3 separate regions of the Mus musculus genome follow, and all the other regions are linked to region 2. Evidence: chromatin contacts called from public Hi-C and HiChIP or PLAC-seq data. All regions are on one chromosome and are shown on one strand. Each heading gives the region's core, a stretch centred on a gene start, on an enhancer-like site or on the middle of the called end of the contact. The rest is flanking DNA. Distances are from core to core; before and after follow the strand shown. Region 1 overlaps Myo10 (myosin X). Region 2 holds the start of Zfp622 (zinc finger protein 622). Region 3 overlaps Myo10 (myosin X).

Evidence for each region. A called contact is a pair of places that touch in the nucleus more often than the background predicts. HiChIP or PLAC-seq counts read pairs in DNA pulled down with a chosen protein or histone mark.
Region 1: a contact with region 2 is called in an Esrrb HiChIP or PLAC-seq map of embryonic stem cells, with 9 times the contacts expected there. The contact joins the enhancer-like site here to the promoter of Zfp622 in region 2. A contact is called at or near these places in 1 of 39 promoter capture datasets (macrophages), 3 of 484 Hi-C or Micro-C datasets (bone marrow-derived macrophages, embryonic stem cells and forebrain), 10 of 115 datasets of contacts at active chromatin or transcription factors (the 230-238 cell line, the HPC-7 cell line, bone marrow-derived macrophages and 6 more) and 3 of 9 other capture datasets (adipose tissue, liver and pancreatic islet).
Region 3: a contact with region 2 is called in a Hi-C map of embryonic stem cells, with 2.7 times the contacts expected there. The contact joins the enhancer-like site here to the promoter of Zfp622 in region 2. A contact is called at or near these places in 3 of 39 promoter capture datasets (embryonic stem cells, liver and macrophages), 6 of 484 Hi-C or Micro-C datasets (cardiomyocytes, embryonic stem cells, myeloid progenitors and 1 more) and 2 of 9 other capture datasets (adipose tissue and liver).

The regions. Positions count from the first base shown.
Region 1 is chr15:25,779,907-25,782,861 of GRCm38.p6, forward strand. Myo10 (myosin X) reads left to right here. Exons shown (of 41, transcript NM_019472.2): 24 at 458-506; 25 at 1,068-1,958. Among named protein-coding and RNA genes, the nearest start is that of Retreg1, 62 kb to the right of the region's middle. Within about 2 kb of position 1,370, at least 16 of the 459 cell types and tissues checked have an H3K27ac peak or open chromatin away from gene starts, as enhancers often do. A contact at or near this core is called in embryonic stem cells, where this site is marked.
Region 2 is chr15:25,983,066-25,986,254 of GRCm38.p6, forward strand. Zfp622 (zinc finger protein 622) reads left to right here and starts at 1,301. Exons shown (of 6, transcript NM_144523.3): 1 at 1,301-2,118. The coding sequence starts at 1,485.
Region 3 is chr15:25,738,961-25,741,737 of GRCm38.p6, forward strand. It overlaps Myo10 (myosin X), which reads left to right. Exons shown (of 41, transcript NM_019472.2): 17 at 327-409. Among named protein-coding and RNA genes, the nearest start is that of Retreg1, 100 kb to the right of the region's middle. Within about 2 kb of position 1,526, at least 25 of the 459 cell types and tissues checked have an H3K27ac peak or open chromatin away from gene starts, as enhancers often do. A contact at or near this core is called in embryonic stem cells, where this site is marked.

The DNA.
Region 1 (2,955 bases), core at 120-2,619, 200 kb before region 2:
GACCCTGAAGCTTACAAATCTGAGCAGGCTGACTGACCTGTGTACGTGCCTGCGTACGTAACGTGCCTGCGTGCACGTGGAGGGCAGGGGTTGAGTCAGACGCCTTATTGTTCTGGACAAGTGACTGAGCAGCAGGCTCCACGGTGCCACCTGCTTCTGCTCCTCCAGCCTTGGAATTACAGGTGTGTGCTGCTGCAGATCACACCACGTGGATGCAGAGGGTCTGAACTCAGGGCTCCTGCTCAGAAAGCAAGCTCGTTACAGACCGAGACATCTCCCCAACCCGCTTCTTCCTTTTTAACTGGCAAAGATCTTCTCCGGGTTGCGTACATAGCTCAGCGATAGAGTGTTTGCCTCGGACAGACGAGCCCCCCAGCACTGCCGAAGGAGGAGAGCTGGTGAAGATTGGTGTCAAGGTTGTTGATTTTCACCAGCTGCTTTTCTTTCCCTTTCTTAGAGAAAGAGAGCGAGCGCAAAGAGAAGCTGACCTCCTCCGTGCCCATCAGGTGAGGAGCGCAGCGATTTCTGGGGCTTTATGTACTACCTTCCTGCTTCAGACTTGGACACTGGGTCTGAAGATTCACAATGGAAATAAAGTAGGAGATAGTGGGAACACAGGCTGAGGGGATGTTTCGGGGGCACTCTCTTTCCCAGCACAGTGGCATGGAGCGTAGAGAAAGTCTTGGGCTTTCAGTGTGAATCGAAGTATGGTTTCTCTGTGGCAGAGCAACACCATGTTAGTGTCTTAGAGACGCCTTCACATTCTGTTGCCATTTCCATGGGTGGCCACCTCACGCCGTGGTCCGTCCTTGATATTCATTTCAGGTGTCTGACTCCCACTGTCCTCTTTTTATAAGGACGCCATTCAGATTGGATGCAGGCTCCAGTCATCGGGCCCCACCTCATTTTAACTTAGTCACCCGATTAAAAGCCCCTTGTCCAACCGTAGTAGTTATTCTGAGGCGCTGGGGTTAGGGTTTCAGCTTGTCGTTTGGGTGGGGCCACAGTTCAGTGTGTAGAACAGGAAGAAGGTGCTTGTTCTAAAACCCACCTTGCCCCTGGTCCAGGAGGCAGAGACAAGGAGGCAGCAAGAACTGGAAGCCTTGCAGAAGAGCCAGAGGGAAGCGGACTTGACCAGGGAGCTGGAAAAGCAAAGGGAGAACAAGCAGGTGGAGGAGATCCTCCGCCTGGAGAAGGAAATCGAGGATCTGCAGCGCATGAAGGAGCGGCAGGAGCTGTCGTTGACCGAGGCCTCCCTGCAGAAGCTGCAGCAGCTGCGGGATGAGGAGTTGCGCAGGCTGGAGGATGAGGCCTGCCGCGCCGCCCAGGAGTTCTTGGAGTCGCTCAACTTCGACGAGATCGACGAGTGCGTCCGCAACATCGAGCGCTCCCTGTCGGTAGGGAGCGAGATTTCGGGCGAAGAGCTCAGTGAGCTTGCCGAGAGTGCCAGCGGAGAGAAGCCAAACTTCAACTTCAGCCAGCCCTACCCCGCGGAGGAGGAGGTGGACGAGGGCTTCGAGGCGGATGACGACGCCTTCAAGGACTCGCCCAACCCCAGCGAGCACGGCCACTCCGACCAGCGAACGAGTGGCATCCGGACGAGCGACGACTCATCCGAGGAGGACCCTTACATGAACTACACGGTGGTGCCCACCAGCCCCAGTGCCGACAGTACGGTGCTTCTTGCTGCGTCCATGCAGGACTCCGCTAGCCTGCACAACTCCTCGAGTGGGGAGTCCACCTACTGCATGCCGCAGAACAACGGCGACCTGCCCTCCCCCGACGGCGACTATGACTATGACCAGGACGATTACGAGGATGGCGCCATCACGTCAGGCAGCAGCGTGACTTTCTCCAACTCCTATGGAAGCCAGTGGTCCCCCGACTACAGGTATTCCGTGGGAACCTACAACAGTTCCGGAGCGTACCGGTTCAGCTCAGAAGGGGCGCAGTCCTCCGTGAGTATCTGCCATCTTGTCCCTAAAGGTGGGAGAGTGGGGGTGGGGGTGGGAGGGCTCTCATTGGCCTAGACCTCACCCAGGAGTCTATAGTGGGCTATGCTGGCCAGTGACCCAGGAGATCCACCTACCTCTCTTCCCTAGTGCTAGGGTTATAAGCAGGTCTAAACAACTCAAGCTGTTTTTACAAAGACTTTGAGAATCCACTCAGGTAGTGTACGTACTTCACTAGCAGAGCCGTCTGCCAAGCCATAAACTCCTGACTGGTTGGAGATGAGATCAGGCACATTCAGAATGGTGTAGTCATAGATAGACCAGAACTGGCATCTTAAAAATGAGGCTCAGCATGGCTTTTCTGCAGACCCTGAGGAAGCTGGCCCACTCACTCTCCTGGGGTGTATTGAAGTACAGTCCAAGCCACTCAATGTATTTCTTTTAATAAGGAGGGAATCTATATAGTTTAAATGTGTTCTTTTTTTTTTTTTCTTACGTTTGGCTTTTTCTCTTATGTATTAAATGTTGTCTTTAGTTCCTCAGATTTGACCAATATTTTTGGCATAGCAACTTAAGGGTTTCTTTAACTTTGTTTGTTTGTTTGTTTGTTTCAAGACAGAGTTTCTCTGTGTAGCTCTGGCTGTCCTGGAACTCACTCTGTAGACTAGGCTGGCCTCGAACTCAGAAATCCACCTGCCTCTGCCTCCCAAGTGCTGGGATTGATTAAAGGCGTGCACCACCACTGCCTGGCTGAGTTTCTTTAACTCTTGTGTGGCTTGATTAAAATGAGACCCTTAAACATCCTCTTTAGCGTGGAGTCTCTGGGTTAGAGTCAGCTTATAGTGTAAGTGTTGGGTCAGCTCACTGGCAGATGCTGTGTCTGAGTTCTCTGTTACATTCTGAATTCCCTGGACGGCCACAGTAGCAGTGTCGTCGAGTCAGGAGCGCTCCTCCTCCGTTGTGTGGCGCTGAAGATGGTTAGCCCATGCCGGGTGTTTTCCTT
Region 2 (3,189 bases), core at 51-2,550:
AGCTGGCAGAAAGATATTCAGGCAGAATAGCATAGCAACGGATTTCTAACACAATACCAAAAATATACTTGCTTAACCTGTTAGAACAATTGACATTGAATCAGGGTGAGTTAAAGGCAGGGATAGAACAGAGGATTTGCCAGGCAGTGGTGGCATACGCCTTTAATCCAAGCACTTGGGAGGCAGAGGCAGGTGGATTTCTGAAGGTCGAGGCCAGCCTGGTCTACAGAGTGAGTTCCAGGACAGCCAGGGCTACACAGAGAAACCCTGTCTCAAGAAAAAAAAAATCGAACTGATATGAATTGCTGCTGTTATACACACAGGGTCTCCAAGGTTTAGTACCCACGATGGAGCGTAAAATCACAGATAGATCCTTTTAAAGTTTTAGATGCTGAAAGAGTATTTCGATCATTAAAAGCAACTTCACCTAGTTTGACTTTTTTGTTTGTTTGTTTTTATTAGGTATTTATTTCATTTACATTTCCAATGCTATCCCAAAAGTCCCCCACACGGTCCCCCACCCACTCCCCTACCCATCCACTCCCACTTTTTGGTCCTGGCGTTCCCCTGTACTGGGGCATATAAAGTTTGCAAGTCCAATGGGCCTCTCTTTCCACTGATGGCCAACTAGGCCATCTTCTGATACATATGCAGCTAGAGACACGAGCTCTGGGGGTAATGGTTAGTTCATATTGTTGTTCCACCTATAAGGTTACTTTCTCTAGCTCCTCCACTGGGGGCCCTGTGATCCATCCAATAGCTGACTGTGAGCATCCACTTCTGTGTTTGTTAGGCCCGGGCATAGTCTCTACTTTGACTTTTTATATGGCTACTTGGATTTAAAAATCTCACATGTGGCTCGGATTATATTTTGTGGGACAGTGGCTAGGCTGTACTTTCGGCTCCCAGCAGGGAATCTTTTCTGTTCAAGAGCTCTGACCGCCCCCTTCGCTGCAAAGAGCTTGGGTCGGTTTGGCCTCCGGAAGTTCCACGCTGTCGCCACGTTTGATCCCCCTTTCCAGAGGCGCGAGAGACAGTCTTGACGGGATCCATCTCTCAAGAGCAGTCCCAGAACCATCCCAGGCACCCACGCCCTTCTTTCCCTCACAAGCCCATCCCTCTGACCTCGTCACGGCAAGCGACACAACCGCTAAGCCCTCAGGAGGCAGCGGCATCCTCCAGGCACACGCCCACCTTTGATTGACAGGGCGGATCCAGGCGCGAAGAGAGCGACATGAAACTTCGTCATTTCCGGGGACCCAGGCGGGCCTTCTTAAGCCAGCTGCCAAGAGTTTCCTGTGCGAGTCGGAAGTTCCCTCACTTAGAACTCGGAAGTTCCCTCACTTAGAGCCCGGAAGCTGGTGTCTGGTGTGTCTTTTCCTGGCTGTGGGCGAAGGAGGTTCTCTGCGTTTGTGGGACTAGAAGGCGGCCGGTCAGGCTTAGAAGGTTCTCGGCTGGGTCGTCTCTGTCTTCCGGGCCCGGGGATGGCGGCTCTCACGTGCATCACCTGCCGGGTGGCGTTCCGCGACGCGGAGCTGCAGCGGGCGCACTACAAGACGGACTGGCACCGCTACAACCTGCGGCGCAAGGTGGCCGCCATGGCCCCGGTGACGGCCGAGGGCTTCCAGGAGCGGGTGCGGGCGCAGCGCGCGGTGGCCGAGGCGGCGGAGGCGAGCAAGGGCGCGGCCACCTACTGCACGGCGTGCGGCAAGAAGTTCGCCACCTTCAACGCCTACGAGAACCACCTCGGCTCCCGGCGGCACGCCGAGCTGGAGCGGAAGGCGGTGCGGGCCGCGAGCCGGCGCGTGGAGCTGCTGAACGCCAAGAACCTGGAGAAGGGGCTGGGCGCGGACGGCGTCGACAAGGACGCCGTGAACGCCGCCATCCAGCAGGCCATCAAGGCCCAGCCCTCCACGTCCCCCAAGAAAGCGCCCTTCGTGCCCACGGACGAGTGCGGGAGGGCGGCGGCGGGCGCACGGGGCGTCCCGGAGCGAGACCCGACGGAGAAGCCGCCCCGGCTCCAGTGGTTCGAACAGCAGGCGAAGAAGCTGGCGAAGCAGCAGTGGGAGGACGGAGAGGAGGAGGGAGAGGAAGAGGAGGAAGACGACGAAGACGAAGGTAGGTAAGGGTCCTGTCGGGGTTGGGGCGAGCGGGAGGCTCCGGGAGACATCGCGATGGAGACGAAGGGCTGGGTCCACGTTCAGCGATGTCGCCCTCCCCTGAGGCCCCCAGCCCGAGCCTTCTTCAGTGTTTACCTTTGCGACATCCATTCCCAGGCTGGACCCTGACTTTCTTCTTATCCTTTTACCGCAGCCTTTGAGGGAGTGGGGTTCCAGGCCCAGGGCATCCCGCCTGGATTTAAAGATGTTTCCTGGTTTATGACTTTTAACTAGTTAAGCAGATGGATTGTAGGCCTCCATACTTTTTTGGTGTTTTTTTGGTTTTTCGAGACAGGGTTTCTCTGTGTAGCCCTGGCTGTCCTGGAACTCACTCTGTAGACCAGGCTGGCCTTAAACTTTAGAAATCCCCCTGCCTCTGCCTCCCAAGTGCTGGGGTTAAAGGCGAGTGCCACCACTGCCGGGCTGTAGACCTCCATTCTTATGCTTGCTCCCGGACGCACCAAACTTCGTGTGGACCCGAAAGGGAACAGTATTTGGGGATTTCTATAGGACATTTTAGAGTGAGGGCAGAAGTGGTTTAAATGCCTCACTGCTCTTCATTTCCACAGGGCACTTTGTCTGTCTGCGTCTCTGTGGTGGATCCAGGACCTAGGGCATTGATTAAAAACAGAATAAAAGAGTAGAGGCGCATTCTTAACGGGCAAAACATTCTTTTAGTTTGGATCAGGAAGGGTTACACTGGTGCACAGAAAGCTATGCTGTTGGCACGCTGCTGTAGAATGTGTGGTTAGAATGGCTTAGGATTTTACATTTCACTTAGTTGACTAAAACTGAGTGAGGGTTTCGTGTTGCCTGCAAGCCTGACTTGTGGGGCTCCAGCCAGCCCCAAGGTTCCTTACTTTGTGAGTTCTTTATTCACCCCCACGGCACTGTTGATACTGACAGTGTTTGTGTTCATGTCTTGGTCGGTTTATACTTCTGTAACCAAGCATCTTAAGCCTGGTAATTTATAAACAACATGAACTTATTTTGCCACAGTCATGGAAGATGAAGTAAAAAATGAAGCTAC
Region 3 (2,777 bases), core at 276-2,775, 240 kb before region 2:
CATGCATGCATGCATGCATACATACATACATAGATGCAAAAAAGGATAGATAGATAGATAGATAGATAGATGATAGATAGATAGATAGATAGATAATAGATAGATGATAGATACAAGAACAGGATAGATAGATTGATTGATTGATTGATAGTTGATAGATGGATAGACATAGATAGATGATGGGTGGATGGATAGATGATGGATAGATGCAAGAACAGGATGTTTATTGATGTTTGCTTACTTGGTCCTCACAAAACCGGGCAGATCCTAACTTGAACATAATTTATTAAGAGTATGACATTTTCTCGTACCCGTTTTTTACTTAGGTGCAGTATGATGTCCGAGGCATCTTGGAAAAGAACAGAGACACATTCAGAGATGACCTTCTCAACCTGCTCAGGGAAAGCAGGTATGCCGTTTCTCCTCCATGACGTCATTAGCAAGCACATTACAGTGTGTGCGGATGTCCGCATTTGTGAACAGAGAACACACTGCAGTTGTAGAAGCACTTGACTTAGCTTCTTCTCCAGTGACCCAAGGGATAGAATATAGAAGCAAGGAGTACCCATACTGAGGCAGAAACATGAAACCATGAGGTGGATATTACCCTTTATCTATGCGGTTATACTGGTGAGGAACCACAGCCAGGGAGCAGCTCTGTGATTTGCTGAGAGGAAATCACTGTGGTGGCCAGAGGCTAAGCTTCTGTATCAGGTACGTTTGGCTCAGGAACCTGATCTTGACTAGCCCAGCCTGCTTGCCCACTCTATGGTCGTTGAGCTGTTTTCATTTCAGGTCTGGTTTTTATAGGACCCTGTTTCTCATCGTGGTGAGATGTCAAGAACATTAAGCAACTGTTAATACAACCAGAATTATTAATGTATTGGTCAGTTATTCATTCATTCAGCAATTGTAAGTTCACACCATGGAATCAAGAGTTAAGGGAAAACAGAAAATTTTAACGATTAGTTTAGCTATTTGCATCAACTTAGGCAGGAAGTTCCCTATTGTCCAGCGACTTGGTAAAGGAGACAGGATTTGAGACAAAGCCCTCCCTTGTAGGCTTTTCAAACCTTTGGGGGATATAGCATGAATATATACAGAAATAACTTTTAATGGCTGAGGAAGGAAGTAGACAATTGTTAAAAAGCTGTGCGTAAATACCAGGTGGTCACCCTGTCATTTAGCCAGCTATGGATGGGGTGAAAGGAGCCAGGCTGAGCTTGCAATCCAAAGCGCTTGATCTTCACACTTCTGTTCTCCCCTGTGAAAGTGCACTGCTTAAACTATTCTCAGCTACTTCTATTTGTAGGTGAGTTTTTCAGACCGGCAGAAAACACAGGATGCTGGAAAATGCCACAGCATGTTACCTGACAAGGCAGGTCTCAGCTGTTAGCATCTAAAGGCTACATTTAAATACAAGCCGCCTGTTGATGTTAAGTGGCGGCCTTTTGTTGTGGTGGATGCTGTAGAAGGAAGAGCTGCTCTCAGAGATCACAAGCTGTCTCTGTCCTAGTGTGAAAGGGGTGAATTTGAGGCAGCAGCCTGGGGTTTCCCTATGCAAATGGGGGGAGCTTACTTCCCTTTCACCTTTGCCAGCTTTGACCTTTTAATGGAATGCAGGCTGTTCTCTAAGAGTTTAAAGCAGTTGGGGTGAGGAGCAGCCCAAGGCAAAAGTGCACACTTCTCCGAGGCCCAGGGAGGAATCCTACCATCTCCACCTTGAGGATACAGTTGGTGGATGGATGGATGGATGGATGGATGGATGGTCCTTGTGCCTTTCCCCGTGGCGGTGGCACCATCAGCATGCCCAGCTTTATAGCTAGTAGTGTCTGTCCACAGTGCTAGGCAGCTGATGAGTTATCAGAAAGCCTTTCACTTTATCAATAGTGGTGATGGTGCTGTGTGATGGAGTTGCAATCTCCTGGCCACGGCCCAGGCACTGTGTCTCTGGCCTACACCACATCTTCATTTTATTCTAAAATTTCTCCCATCATTTGAGATAAGCCATCTGAGGCCTAAAGAGAGGGATGGGGCATCTTGTATTTGTGATGGCAGCTATGAAGTAGAAGAGGCAGGATTTGAACCTGTGTCCACCTGGATGTTGTTCCTACTAGCACTGTCCCAACATGTGTCAGATGGACCCTTCACCTCCGTGCACAGTGGACAGAATACACCAGCTCTGCACCTGAGAATTCCTCCGTAGAGCTGACCAATTATTGATTGAAAACCTGTGTTAGAAATAAAGCAGAGACAAAGCCTGTGGCTGTGCTGAAAAGACTTCTGTCTCACTGTTCTTTCTTTTTTTTTTAAAGATTTATTTTATTAATATATGTAAGTACACTGTAGCTGTCTTCAGACACTCCAGAAGAGGGAGTCAGATCTTGTTACAGATGGTTGTGAGCCACCATGTGGTTGCTGGGATTTGAACTTTGGACCTTCGGAAGAGCAGTCGGGTGCTCTTACCCACTGAGCCATCTCACCAGCCCCTCACTGTTATTTCTAAACCAGTGCTTCTCAAACTGTGGGTGGTAGCCCCTTTGGGGGTTGAATGGCCATTTCACAGGGATCACCCAAGACCATCAGAAAACACAGATACTTACATTATAGATTGTAACAGGAGCAAAATTACAGTTTTGAAGTAGCATCAACAATAATTTTGTGGTTAGGGGTCACCACAGCATGAGCAACTGTATTCAGAGGTCACAGCATCAGGAAAGCTGAGGACCACCGACCTAGCCAGTAACACTTAATACCTCTTTAGGGAGAATGTTCTT